Regions from separate parts of the Mus musculus genome. Here all the other regions are linked to region 2. A link is a contact called in public Hi-C and HiChIP or PLAC-seq data. All regions are on one chromosome and are shown on one strand. Each heading gives the region's core, a stretch centred on a gene start, on an enhancer-like site or on the middle of the called end of the contact. The rest is flanking DNA. Distances are from core to core; before and after follow the strand shown.

Evidence for each region. Hi-C and Micro-C count contacts between places; a contact is called where the count stands out from the background. HiChIP or PLAC-seq counts read pairs in DNA pulled down with a chosen protein or histone mark.
Region 1: a contact with region 2 is called in a Hi-C map of cortical neurons, with 4 times the contacts expected there. The contact joins two enhancer-like sites. A contact is called at or near these places in 2 of 15 datasets of contacts at CTCF or cohesin (embryonic stem cells and large pre-B cells), 12 of 484 Hi-C or Micro-C datasets (the G1E-ER4 cell line, the N1E-115 cell line, bone marrow-derived macrophages and 6 more) and 3 of 115 datasets of contacts at active chromatin or transcription factors (SST interneurons, embryonic forebrain and embryonic hindbrain).
Region 3: an H3K27ac HiChIP or PLAC-seq map of SST interneurons shows a contact between it and region 2, with 7 times the contacts expected there. The contact joins two enhancer-like sites. A contact is called at or near these places in 1 of 39 promoter capture datasets (hippocampal neurons), 2 of 15 datasets of contacts at CTCF or cohesin (large pre-B cells and stem cell-derived epiblast-like cells), 11 of 484 Hi-C or Micro-C datasets (the C10 cell line, the HPC-7 cell line, LSK cells and 3 more), 4 of 115 datasets of contacts at active chromatin or transcription factors (SST interneurons, embryonic stem cells, epiblast stem cells and 1 more) and 1 of 9 other capture datasets (embryonic stem cells).
Region 4: a contact with region 2 is called in a Hi-C map of cortical neurons, with 3 times the contacts expected there. The contact joins two enhancer-like sites. A contact is called at or near these places in 2 of 39 promoter capture datasets (embryonic stem cells and hippocampal neurons), 8 of 484 Hi-C or Micro-C datasets (the Ba/F3 cell line, the G1E-ER4 cell line, cerebellum and 4 more), 9 of 115 datasets of contacts at active chromatin or transcription factors (astrocytes, cardiomyocytes, embryonic forebrain and 6 more) and 1 of 9 other capture datasets (embryonic stem cells).

What each region holds. Positions count from the first base shown.
Region 1 is chr13:59,430,362-59,433,093 of GRCm38.p6, forward strand. No RefSeq gene overlaps it. Among named protein-coding and RNA genes, the nearest start is that of Gm34788, 14 kb to the left of the region's middle. Within about 2 kb of position 1,345, at least 41 of the 459 cell types and tissues checked have an H3K27ac peak or open chromatin away from gene starts, as enhancers often do. A contact at or near this core is called in cerebellum and cortical neurons, where this site is marked.
Region 2 is chr13:58,637,902-58,640,831 of GRCm38.p6, forward strand. No RefSeq gene overlaps it. Among named protein-coding and RNA genes, the nearest start is that of Slc28a3, 28 kb to the left of the region's middle. Within about 2 kb of position 1,255, at least 13 of the 459 cell types and tissues checked have an H3K27ac peak or open chromatin away from gene starts, as enhancers often do. A contact at or near this core is called in SST interneurons, cerebellum and cortical neurons, where this site is marked.
Region 3 is chr13:59,199,937-59,202,704 of GRCm38.p6, forward strand. Gm34354 (a long non-coding RNA gene) reads left to right here. Exons shown (of 6, transcript XR_382523.2): 6 at 335-2,768. All of the region lies in intron 2 of Gm34558 (a long non-coding RNA gene), which reads right to left. Among named protein-coding and RNA genes, the nearest start is that of Gm34558, 15 kb to the right of the region's middle. Within about 2 kb of position 1,320, at least 5 of the 459 cell types and tissues checked have an H3K27ac peak or open chromatin away from gene starts, as enhancers often do. A contact at or near this core is called in SST interneurons, where this site is marked.
Region 4 is chr13:59,571,290-59,573,989 of GRCm38.p6, forward strand. No RefSeq gene overlaps it. Among named protein-coding and RNA genes, the nearest start is that of A230056J06Rik, 13 kb to the right of the region's middle. Within about 2 kb of position 1,447, at least 25 of the 459 cell types and tissues checked have an H3K27ac peak or open chromatin away from gene starts, as enhancers often do. A contact at or near this core is called in cerebellum and cortical neurons, where this site is marked.

The sequences.
Region 1 (2,732 bases), core at 95-2,594, 790 kb after region 2:
CTAGCCTGGTCTACAAGGTGAGTTCCAGGACAGCCAGGGCTATACAGAGAAACCCTCTCTCAAAAAACAAACAAAAAACAAAACAAAAAACAAAAAACATTGTGTTGTGTACTTGAAGTGGGTGAATTATATCATATGTAAAATATACCTCAATAAATTACTTTTTAATTCTCAAATTCACAGGCCTGGTCTAGGGCAGCCGATCAATGGTTAGAGCACAGGCTAGACACATGTGAAGCTCTCTGTTCTATCCTAAGACCAAATTTTTAATAACTGCTTTAAAAAGTAGAATTCACAAGAATATATGCAAAAATCCTTCTCAGGTCATAAGAGTGGCCACACCCACGTGGAGCCCTCATCTCACGGTTGCTGGAGGTTTTACAGTTTGGATGCTCGAGTTTCAGGTGTGGGCTGAGTCCATAAATTCCACAAGACTGACCCAGAAGCTTTGGGTAATTTTCTGCTAAGATTTATTTATTTATTTTATTTATATGAGTGCACTATAGCTGTCTTCAGACACATCACCAGAAGCGGGCATTGGAACCCATTACAGATGGTTGTGAGCCACCATGTGGTTGCTGGTTGGTAGGAGTTGAACTCAGGAGCTCTGGAAGAGCAGTCAGTGCTCTTAACTGCTGAGCCAGCTCTCCAGCCTCCACCTTGGGTGTTTTTAATGATGATGTGTCCGGCCTTTACGGCCTGCTGGTGCTCCCACTTGTGTGTAGCCGGTTTTGCTTGATTGTATCATGGTCTCTTCCATCTCTTTCCAGAGCTTCCTGGAAAGGACAAGACAGAGAGAGACCAGTAAGGTAACCTCAGCCAACAATCCTGCATATCTGTAGCACGCAGTAGAAGCCCTGTGTCTGCACTACGTGTGGGAGCCAGGGCACTTGTGTGTCATTTGTGAAGCACTGGTGGCCCGCCGCCAACCACCTCCAAGCAGAGAAGTGAGCCAAGCCCAGCATCAGTGAGTCTAGTTTGTTTACAGAGGAAACAAATAATTAGAGCAGATCAAAGGCCCAACGTGATAATTAGAAACACGCTCTTCCACGCTGTTCAGAGGCTGAGGATGCCACCCTCCAAGATGGAGAAAAGCCACCAGGCGCTGGTTTAAACCAGCCCCGCACTCTATTCCAAAACATTGGATTGCTTTCATTTCTCTGCGGAACCTATGTTCCGCGTTATGCTATTTGTTCTTCTTAGCCTGCTGGCCTCCTTGTTTCAGACAACCCCCTGTGCATTGTTATCTCATGCTGGTCCCAGGCCCCTATCCAGAGCTCTCACTGATGGTTAATGGAGCGCTCTCCAGACTCTCCTTTCTCTGCTCTCAGGGTGGGCCTGTCTGGCCCCCACCGCACAGCAGCTCTGCGCATGCTCAGTAAGACGCATGGCGCTGTCAGTTCAGCAGCAGCCCATCCCCTTTGCAGGACCTTCAGTAGCCGCTTTGCTGCCACCTTACTCTTCCTTCCACTGGCCCCTTTGTTCACAGAGGAAAGAGATGCATTCTGCTGACCAGGTCTCACTGGGAGATGCTTTCCCTTCTGTTCTCACCAGTGTCTCAAAACCCTTTTGTGTGGCCAGCCTGGTCTACAAAGTGAGTTCCAGGACAGCCAGGGCTATACAGAGAAACCGTCTCGGAAAAGAGAGAGAGAGAGAGAGAGAGAGAGAGACAGAGAGAGAGACAGAGAGAGAGAGACAGAGAGAGAGAGACACAGAGAGAGAGAGAGACAGACAGAGAGAGAGACAGAGAGACAGAGAGAGAGAGACACAGAGAGAGAGAGAGACAGACAGAGAGAGAGAGAGAGAGAGAGAGAGAGAGAGAGAGAGAGAGAATGAGACTGTCTCAACCTTAGAAAGCCGGACAGGGAACCACACAGCAGTGTCACCTGAGTTGCTCTATATGTGAAGAGGTTTGGCATACAGGAATCCCATCAGCTTTGACCCACGTGCTGTCACGTGTTTATGTCGGCACTTTGGGTCCGGCCTGATGAATATGTAATTCTTTACTTCTTTCTCCGAAATCTCCGTGGGAAGGTGGAGGCGAGGCAGGAGAACCAGAAACAAGGAATACAATTCTCTCCCTCTTTATCAGAGCCAAGTCCTAGATCCATCCTGTCCATGCCTGACATCTCCGAGTATCCAACCACTCCCTCCTTCTCTTACCAGTTCTCCCAGCAGACTCAAGCCAGCCGTGCACGTGTGCCCACAAACCTGCAGTACGCAATCTCATAGGGAAGAAGCCAAGAGGGAGAGGGAGATAAGAAACTGGAGAGACTGTGGAAACCTGAAGAGGGGGTGCTGTCACACCAGCAGGCAGTGGCTTCTTTGGGCGTCTGCCCTATGTGGTGTCTGGGGATGAGTGGGGTGTGGGGTGCTGTCAAATCATGCACTGCTTGCTACTCAGGCATCTCCCCTATGTGGTGTCTCCAGCCACTGTTCCCAATGGTTCATCTCAGACCTGCAGTTCAGTCACAAGCCATTCCCATCTTTGTCCTGACAGTCCTATAAATATGTAATCCCTGCTCCTTCTCCTGACCTTTCTCTTCAGTTCATCACTCTGTGGTCATCTGACAGCATCGCCATTACCCATCTGTTCTGTGTACACGCTCAAGTGTCCCATTTTGTCACTAGGGTCTGTCTCCACAGCAGGCCTTGGACTCCCCCACCTCTGCTCTTCTGGTTTTCACATATCTGAGCCATCCCCAGATCTTGTGGACTTCCTTGTCACTTTT
Region 2 (2,930 bases), core at 5-2,504:
ATAGCCACCTGAATGAGGCTCTGATCTTTTGCAGGTAGCTCCCCAAGGGCAGTTATGAATACAGTCACAAATAACAAACTTACTTTAAATGTTAATGAGATTTTATTTATTTATTTATTTATTTATTTATTTATTTATTATAACTTGATTGTGTGGTTCTCAAGTGTGAATTTCTCAATGATAATGCTATGTGGTTATGCAGTCTCAGAGACAAGACCAGCCACCCAGCCAGGAGTGGTGGTGCACACTTTTAATTCCAATACTCTGGAGGCAGATGTAGGAGGATCTTTGTGAATACCAGATCAGCCAGAGATACACAGGGAGAAGAACATGTCTCCAAAGGAGAAAAAAAGTGTATATATAAAAAGTATATATCTTTAGGATACATATGTGTGTGTGTATATATATATATTTTTTTCTTTAAATGAATTTTGTGTGCCCCTGAGCCACATTCCCAAGATACACATGATGTATATGCAAACATTCTAAACGCAGAAAGGAAGAAAGAAAGAAAGAAAGAAAGAAAGAAAGAAAGGAAGGAAGGAAGAAAGAAAGGAAGAAAAGCATGCTGGTCCCAAAAACTTCAGATAAAGGTTACTCCACCCTCTGGAGTCTGGGTGGAGATCTCTAAGCTCATGTCTCCCCAGTCCTGGGCAGGATAAAGATGGCTGTGTGTGGTTTCCTTAGACTGAGCTGTGGTACCCAAGCTGACTGGAAACTGGAAATAGAGGCTTGTCACCATCTACCTATTGCTCATGCTCACATTTCTCCAGGCTTGTCTCAAAGATGTCTTTTTATGTTTTGTTTTATGTCTAGACTTTGATGTCATTTCCTGATTTCTCCCAATGCAGGCAGCTGCAGAAGTGTCCTGATGGGATTGGGCATTTAAACATAGCAGGAGACAGGTTTCTCTCTTTTTAAAGCACCAAACAAATACCAAGCCTGAGAAGCAGAACAATAGAAATCCTTATAGATCTTGAGCTGGAGAGTCCTGAAGGATACTTAGTTACTGTTTCCAGTAATGAACAAGACAATTATACCGTTTCCGCAGACTCTGCTGTGGTCCCCTAGGGAGGCTGCAGATTGAGACTAAATGTTCATTAGTTCTCTGGTGCTTGGGCTTAGGCCAGGGTCCTCCAGCAATGAAAAGCAGAAAGGAGTTCTTGTGGACCCAGTTCCACTACTGTCTCTGCAGCCCTATTCACTGTGTCCATGTCGTGGGCTGCTCATGGATGCTCCAGCAGATGGCGCATACTTATGAACAGTCCAATTTTCTTCCTAATGGGCTCATGCCAGCTCTGCTTGCTGACACGGCACACAATTTAACAGAGCATTAGAGATGGAGTTATTGGACTGGTGAGATTGCCACCTGGCCTGATGACCTGAATTCTACCCCTGAGACGCACATGATAGAATAAAAGCACTGACCCTGACAGTTGTCCCTTGACCTCCACAGATGTGCCACGTCATCCACGCACACACTCACACGCTCATGTGTGTGTGCACATACACACTCATAACAAATTAATGTAAAAATGAATGGTGCCACATTCACTATTTTTAGAAAGGATTTATTTTTATTTTATGTGTATGAATGCTTTGCCTGCCTGTATCTGTAGCTCATGCATGCAGTACCCATGTATACCAGAAAAGGGCATCAGATACAACCCTGAAGTTGCAGATGGTTGCCTGCCAGCTGCGGCGTGGGTGCTCAGAACCCTGTAGGAGCAGTCAGCGTCTCAGATTATAGAGTTGATGTCTTTCCCCCTTTGTTGCTTCTCTGTAGCAGGGGAGGGTTCACAAGCACGGAGTCCATCATTTGGGTGACGTCTAGATTGAAGGTCAAATTGTAAAAAGCCAGGCATTAGCAGTGCGCAGGTAGGCTCCTTCTAGAATGAAGTTCAAAGGTGCTTTCGATTAGAAAGTACAGTGCCTGGGGCTGGCGAGATGGCTTAGCAAGTAAGAGCACTGACTGCTCTTCCAAAGGTTCCGAGTTCAAATCCCAGCAGCCACGTGGGGGCTCACAACTATGGTCCATCAGTTGTAATTTCTGAAACTGCTGATAATTCTGGGGGGGGGGTCTTCGTTGAAATGTGCGTATAGGGTGTGTGAATGTATATTGGGGTATATGGCACATTTATGTGCTTTTTCTTTCTTCTCCCTTCCTTCCTTCCTTCCTTCCTTCCTTCCTTCCTTCCTTCCTTCCTTCCTTCCTTCCTTCCTTCCTTGTTTATTTATTATATGGAAGTATACTGTAGCTGTCTTCAGATACCCCAGAAGAGGGCGTTAGATCTCATTACAGATGGTCGTGAGTCACAATGCCGGTGCTGGGATTTGAACTCAGGACCTCTGAAAGAGCAGCCAGTGCTCTTAACCACTGAGCCATCTCTCCAGCCCTGGTTCCTTTCTTTATAGATCTGTGAACGTTTTGAGATGTTTTAAACATAAAGGAGAGGTTTTAAAAACTTGCAGTCTGCATGCCTCCTCTCTCCAGTTTAGTGTTCTCTTTAGAATAATTCTGAGCTTTCATTTTGAGAGAGAGAGAGAGAGAGAGAGAGAGAGAGAGAGAGAATCTTAAATGTTGTTGGCAGCGCTGCAGCTGCCGGTGGCCACTGGAGGGCGCAGTTGAACACAAATTGTTTTCCATCCCCCCCCACCCAACTGTGGCCTCAACCCGGGCCACAGGCTAGTCTACCTACACAGCAGCAGCCTGACAAAGGAAGGTCTCTGGGTCTCACTCGGTAAAGGGAGGTCCTGGGTGGGTTCTTGGGAGTATTTCTCGGATGTTCTCCTTCAGGTTGGCCCCAACAGTGGCTCAGGAGTCTCCATTAAATCTCTTGCTCTTGAGGTCCGTAAGCACAGATCTCTCTCGTCTCTCTCATCTCTCTCTCTTGTCTCTCTGATATCTCTCTCTCCTTCCCTAACCCCTT
Region 3 (2,768 bases), core at 70-2,569, 560 kb after region 2:
CTGAAGCTAATAAAAGAGAAAGTGGGGAAGAGCCTCGAGCACATGGGCACAGGGGAACGTTTCCTGAACAGAACACCAATGGCTTATGCTCTAAGATCAAAAATTGACAAATGGGGCCTCATAAAATCACAAAGCTTCTGTAAGACAAAGGACACCGTCAATAGGACAAATGGCAACCAACAGATTGGGCAAAGATCTTTACCAATTCTCTATCTGATAGTGTGCTAATATCCAATATATACAAAGAACTCAAGAAGTTAGATTCCAGAGAACCAATTTCTGCTTCCTAATGGGAGATAATTTTGAACTTCTTTCTTTCTCATTCATCACATAGGCACTTGAGTGACTGATTTGTCAGCTCCTGTCACCTGACCATGGGCTACCTTCAGAAGACTAGACCAGCTAGACAGTCATGGACCACCAATGAGAAAGTCACACAGTGTTCTTTCCCTTTTCTATCTCTGGGGCCCAGCCATAAGCTTTTCATGCCCATAAGGAAAGCTCGAAGCTCCCGGGGTGCTGTGAGGACCAGGGTACTGGGACCAGCTCAAACCTAGGCATTGCAGTGATCTGCCTGGTTCTAATAAGATGCAATACATGAGAAACAGGTACAGGCTTAGACTTCAGGCTCTTTCTGGACCTCATCACAGTTCCCTGATTCACAGGAGGACACTCTGACTACATTTGTGAGTGACTTCTCTAGCTGTGTGCCAAGCCTTTCAGCAGCGCTCATTTCAGAACATTCAATTTCCTCTTACTTTCTGTCAGTTGTCTCCCTTTGAATTCTGATTTATTTTACACACCCCTATAAACTGTCTTAATTGTCTTTGAAACAGAGACCAGAGTAGAGAAGGCTCAGTCTGCCTGTCTTTATGTGGGTGTGGAATGTGGGTTGTGTAGAAAGCATTTGGCCTCAGTGAAACGGGAGATGTTCTCAGAACCCATGGATGTCAATGGCCATCATGTTGTGAGCTCTCACGGACAGATCTAGACCCCTTTTGCACTGGGCAGGGTTGAGTGCTGCTGGTCCCTCATTTGTAACTCCTTTACTGTCACCAAGTGAAGGAAAATGTCCAGAAAGTGAAGAACATTCTGTTTCTTGGAAGTAACAAAGGTCTAGCTCAGTTCCCAGAGTGAGGTTCCCAGACAAGAGGCTCGATGTCATCTGAACATCGGGGAAAGCAGAATTCTCTGACCCACCCTGCAAGAAGCTTGGGTGCTGAAGACTGATTTTCAATCAAGCATCCCATGATCGTGAGTTTGTGCAAGCCTGAGAACCTATTGACTTGACTCAAAGTGGTGAGAGCGTTTTCCCATGAACCACTCTACTTGCTGTGCGTTTTTATTGAGGTGGGAACAGCTGTCTCTTATTTATAGATTTATCTCTTATTTATAGACTGTCATCACACAGATTTATCTGCTTCTCAGGCAAATTCCACGGAAAGGTTCACAGAAGCAAGATTTGGAGCATTTTGGCTCTCTTGGCCATCATAACTAATGGGAGCCTGATTTTACTTAAATTTTCCCCAAATTTGTAAATCATCCACCTCTAAAGCAGCCAAGTGAGATATTTATAGTATAAGGAAACTAGCCACAGAACAGATTTCCAAAAATCTGCAGTTTGCATCAGCACGCTGCAGAAAAAAAGAAAAAAAAAAGTAAAGCCTCATATGTTGCCGGAGAACGAAAGAAGAAATGAAAGAAAGGGCAGAGAACTTCTGAAAATGAGATGTTTGAGATAGTCAAGCTTGGAAAGACAGAAACCCAGACCGCCTGTTCAAGTCAAAATGGTAGCAACGGCTGTCATCCAGCAACAGCTGAAGGAAGCGTTTAGATATATGTATTACATACTGATGTGAGAGGGTAACACGGTGGTAGGGTTCCCACCCCATCACATCTAATGGGACTCTTTTAATATTTGATATATAGGAGCTCGGATCATGGATGGATCTTCAGTGTTACAGCCAATGCACAGAACACAGCTGTGACAAGTATCTGTCTCAGTGGTCCTGGCTGACAAGGAGCCACTTAATTGCATTTACAACCAAAGAGAGGGCATGGAGTTGAGTCCAGAAGTCACCTAGAAGAAATTCAGACTCAGGACTGCTTGCTTGTGATTTATTTCTACCCGAAGTTCCCAGTTGCTATTAAAATAATGTCAAGGACATAATGATGGCTCTAATAAGACGTCAATCGTGGTCCTGATGATGGGCTGGTGCCTGAAGTAATGAGACATCAGGGAAAAGCACATCGTGTGCTCTCCTGCACCGTTAAAGGGACTCTGGGCAAATGGAGACTTCACTACAATTTCCCTCAGATGCGCCAGACATTTGCTCTTTGGCTAAAAGCTCTCCAGTTAGCAGAATCAGAACTGAAACTCCCACACCTGAGGAAAGAAGAGAGCGCCCACAGATCCTGCTTTCAAGCGGGTTACCACCGATGCTCACCACCATTAACAAGGTGGCTATCCAGAAGGGAAGCAGGGCTCTGAGTGTGTACCTAGCAGACAGTCATAAAGGACAAAGTGCTCGACAGACAACTCTACTCCACTCCTAACTAAATCCCCAAGGGGACCTCTTTGCATTCCATTACCAGGTTTTTCCTGATTCCACCTACATCTAATTAAGTCCTTAAAAGTCACTTTGGAGACCTAAACTACAGGTCTGCATGGGGACCTCTTTAGTGTGAGCTCCCATTGCTATCCATCCCTCTGCCCGGAGCTATGATAAAAGCTATCTCAAAATGCACCCTTCTCCAGGTCATTTGTT
Region 4 (2,700 bases), core at 197-2,696, 930 kb after region 2:
CGCTGCTTGACACAGTTCCAGCAAGGCTGAGCCACATGCTGCGGTTCTGTCCTTGTCTCTCACTTTTGGGGTTTGGTCTCCATGCGCTGTATTCCTGGGGGCTTTCTGCATTACGATTCATTTCATGTCTTTTTCTGAGAAAATCATATCTGAGTCTTTCTAGAAAAATCCTAAAACTAACACCATCTGGCCACTATTTGGAAGTCTTCCTTATGTCCTGGAGATCATGAAGCACAGATAAGTACGTAGCTGGATTTGATTTGATTTGATCCAGTAATCTTCTTAGGATATCATTCCCTGAGATGGCTCAAACTGTATAATTGATGCAGGGTAAACAGAGAATTTACAGACTCTGACTGGTCAGGGGAATAGGTTACAGTTTCAATACCTCCCTTCACAATACACTTAAAGCTCTCTGAAAATGTCATCTATACATAGGGAGTCACATAGGGTGCACCCCTGGAGGAATAAATTCAGTAAATAAGATAGACTGGCTAAAATGAACTTTTCCTACTTTATAGAATAGCATAGATGATGATACATAATAAAACAAATTAGGTATTAGTATTTGCTATTCATAAAAAGATCAGTTCATATAGTTTCTGTTTGTCTGGGGTGCTTTAAAACACCTAACCTAAAAGCAGGCTAACATATAATAAATGTATTTGCTTTGGAGGAGACATTCTTTAGATTATTTAAATTGAAGTTATAGGGCTGATAAAAAAAAATCTGTTTGTATTTTTCTAATTGTGACTGAACTTGTAACCCTGGGCATTTAATGAAAAATCAAATGCATAACCTATACTTCTTGAGTAATCTTTGTTCGGGGAAATCTGTATAAATAAACAATCTGATTGCTAGTCTTGCAGTCGAAGCTGAAGATTGCCTGGGTCATCTATGCCCGACTCACTTCTTCCTTCTTTCTCTCCTCTGTGGACGGACTGCCCTGTCAACAATGCACCAGCCAAGAGAGGAATTACTTTCTTTTACTATTAAAACTGCTTATTGACTGTTGCAGGATATTTGACCACCCTGTGAACTCTGAGATTGTGTTGTTTACTGGGGAAAACAAAAAACAAAAAACCTCTTTCTAGTTGTGGTGTGGCTCAGTCTTAGCACACACCTTTAATCTCAAACAGTGAAGGTAAAGTTAGTTTGCAGAAGGAAACACCATGTTTGAAAGTAATGCCTTATTGAGGGGCAGACCACGTGACAAATCAGGGAAAGACCTACAGAACAGGATCTGCCCAACTCTCATGAGATCAGAGAGGAAAGGAGGATGCTTAAGAGAGAGCAGCACAGAGAGAAAAAGGAGAGGAGGCAGCTTGACAGGCAGAATTTTGCACAGACAGGTTGAAGAGAGAACAAGCTAGACACAGGCGAAGACAGAATGAGCCAGAGAATGAGAAGGAGCCAGAGATTAGAACAGATGGCCAGAGTAACTCTGAGGCCAAGAGAGAATCCAGAGTGAGTCAGTTTGCTTGGAGAGGAGTTTGAGCCAGAACAGCTGAGCTGAATCAGCCAGCTAGAATACAGAAAGAGAGAGAAAGAGTGAGCTTAGTCAGCAGTAAGTCTCAGAGGCTGAAAACATCTAGCCCTGGATTAGATTGTACGGAGGCTAGAAGCTTTCAGGACTAGGCCTAGGTTAGCAGACTGAGGCAGTAATATTCCAAGACAATTACATCTGGAGAATAAAAGTTACATTTGCAGCCTTCCTTCCCCTTGGTTCCTCTGCCTGTCAAAAGTTACATTTACAATTAATTTTCCAAGTCAGATTGCAATCTGACCCAACTGGCATGAACTGGTCAAACCTCTCTCTGGTTGTTCAGGACTCTGCTCTATGCACAGTGAAGCATCCCTGAGATCACCTATGCTGGCTAGTTTTAAGTCAACCTGACACAAGCTGGAGTCACCTGACTGTCGGGAACCTCAACTGAGAAAATGTCAACATAAGATGGGGCCATAGGTAAGGCTGTAGGGCTTTTTCTTGATTAGTGATTGATATGGGAAAGCCCAGCCCACTGTGGGTGGGTCCATCCCTAGGCTGGTGGTCCTGGATGCTATAAGGGGGCATGCTGAGCAATGTATTAAGCAGCACTCCTCTATGGCCTCTCTATCAGCTACTGTCTCCAGGTTTCTGCCCTGTGTCCCCCGTCTTCCCCCCCCCCCCCCCCCGCTTGACTGCCTTCCATGATAAACTGTGGTATAGAATTGTAAAGCCAAATAAACCCTTTCCTCCCCAAGTTGCTTTTGTCATGGTGTTTCATTGTTGCAGTAGAAATCCTGAGATAGTGACCCTTGGGAGATTCTGCTCAAGCATACTCAGACTCACAAGTTCCTGATCACAGGAACAGTCTTCTAGAAGGTGGGTTTTGATAGGATGCTTCTTCCCTGTGAATAGATGCTTTCCTCCTTGAATGAAATCATCATGGTGGGAAACATGGCATCGTACAGGCAGACTTGGTTCTAGAGAAGCCAAAAGTTCTATGTCTTGATCTAAAAGTAGCCAGAAGGAAACTCTCTTCCACATTGGGCAGATCTTGAGCATTAAGACCTCAAAGCCCACTTCCTCCAAAAAGGCCATACCTCCTTCAATAAAGCCACATAACATTATGTAATACTATACACACACATATATATGTATGTATATACATATATATGTATATATATATAAACTTGTTGCTATTTCAATGAATTACA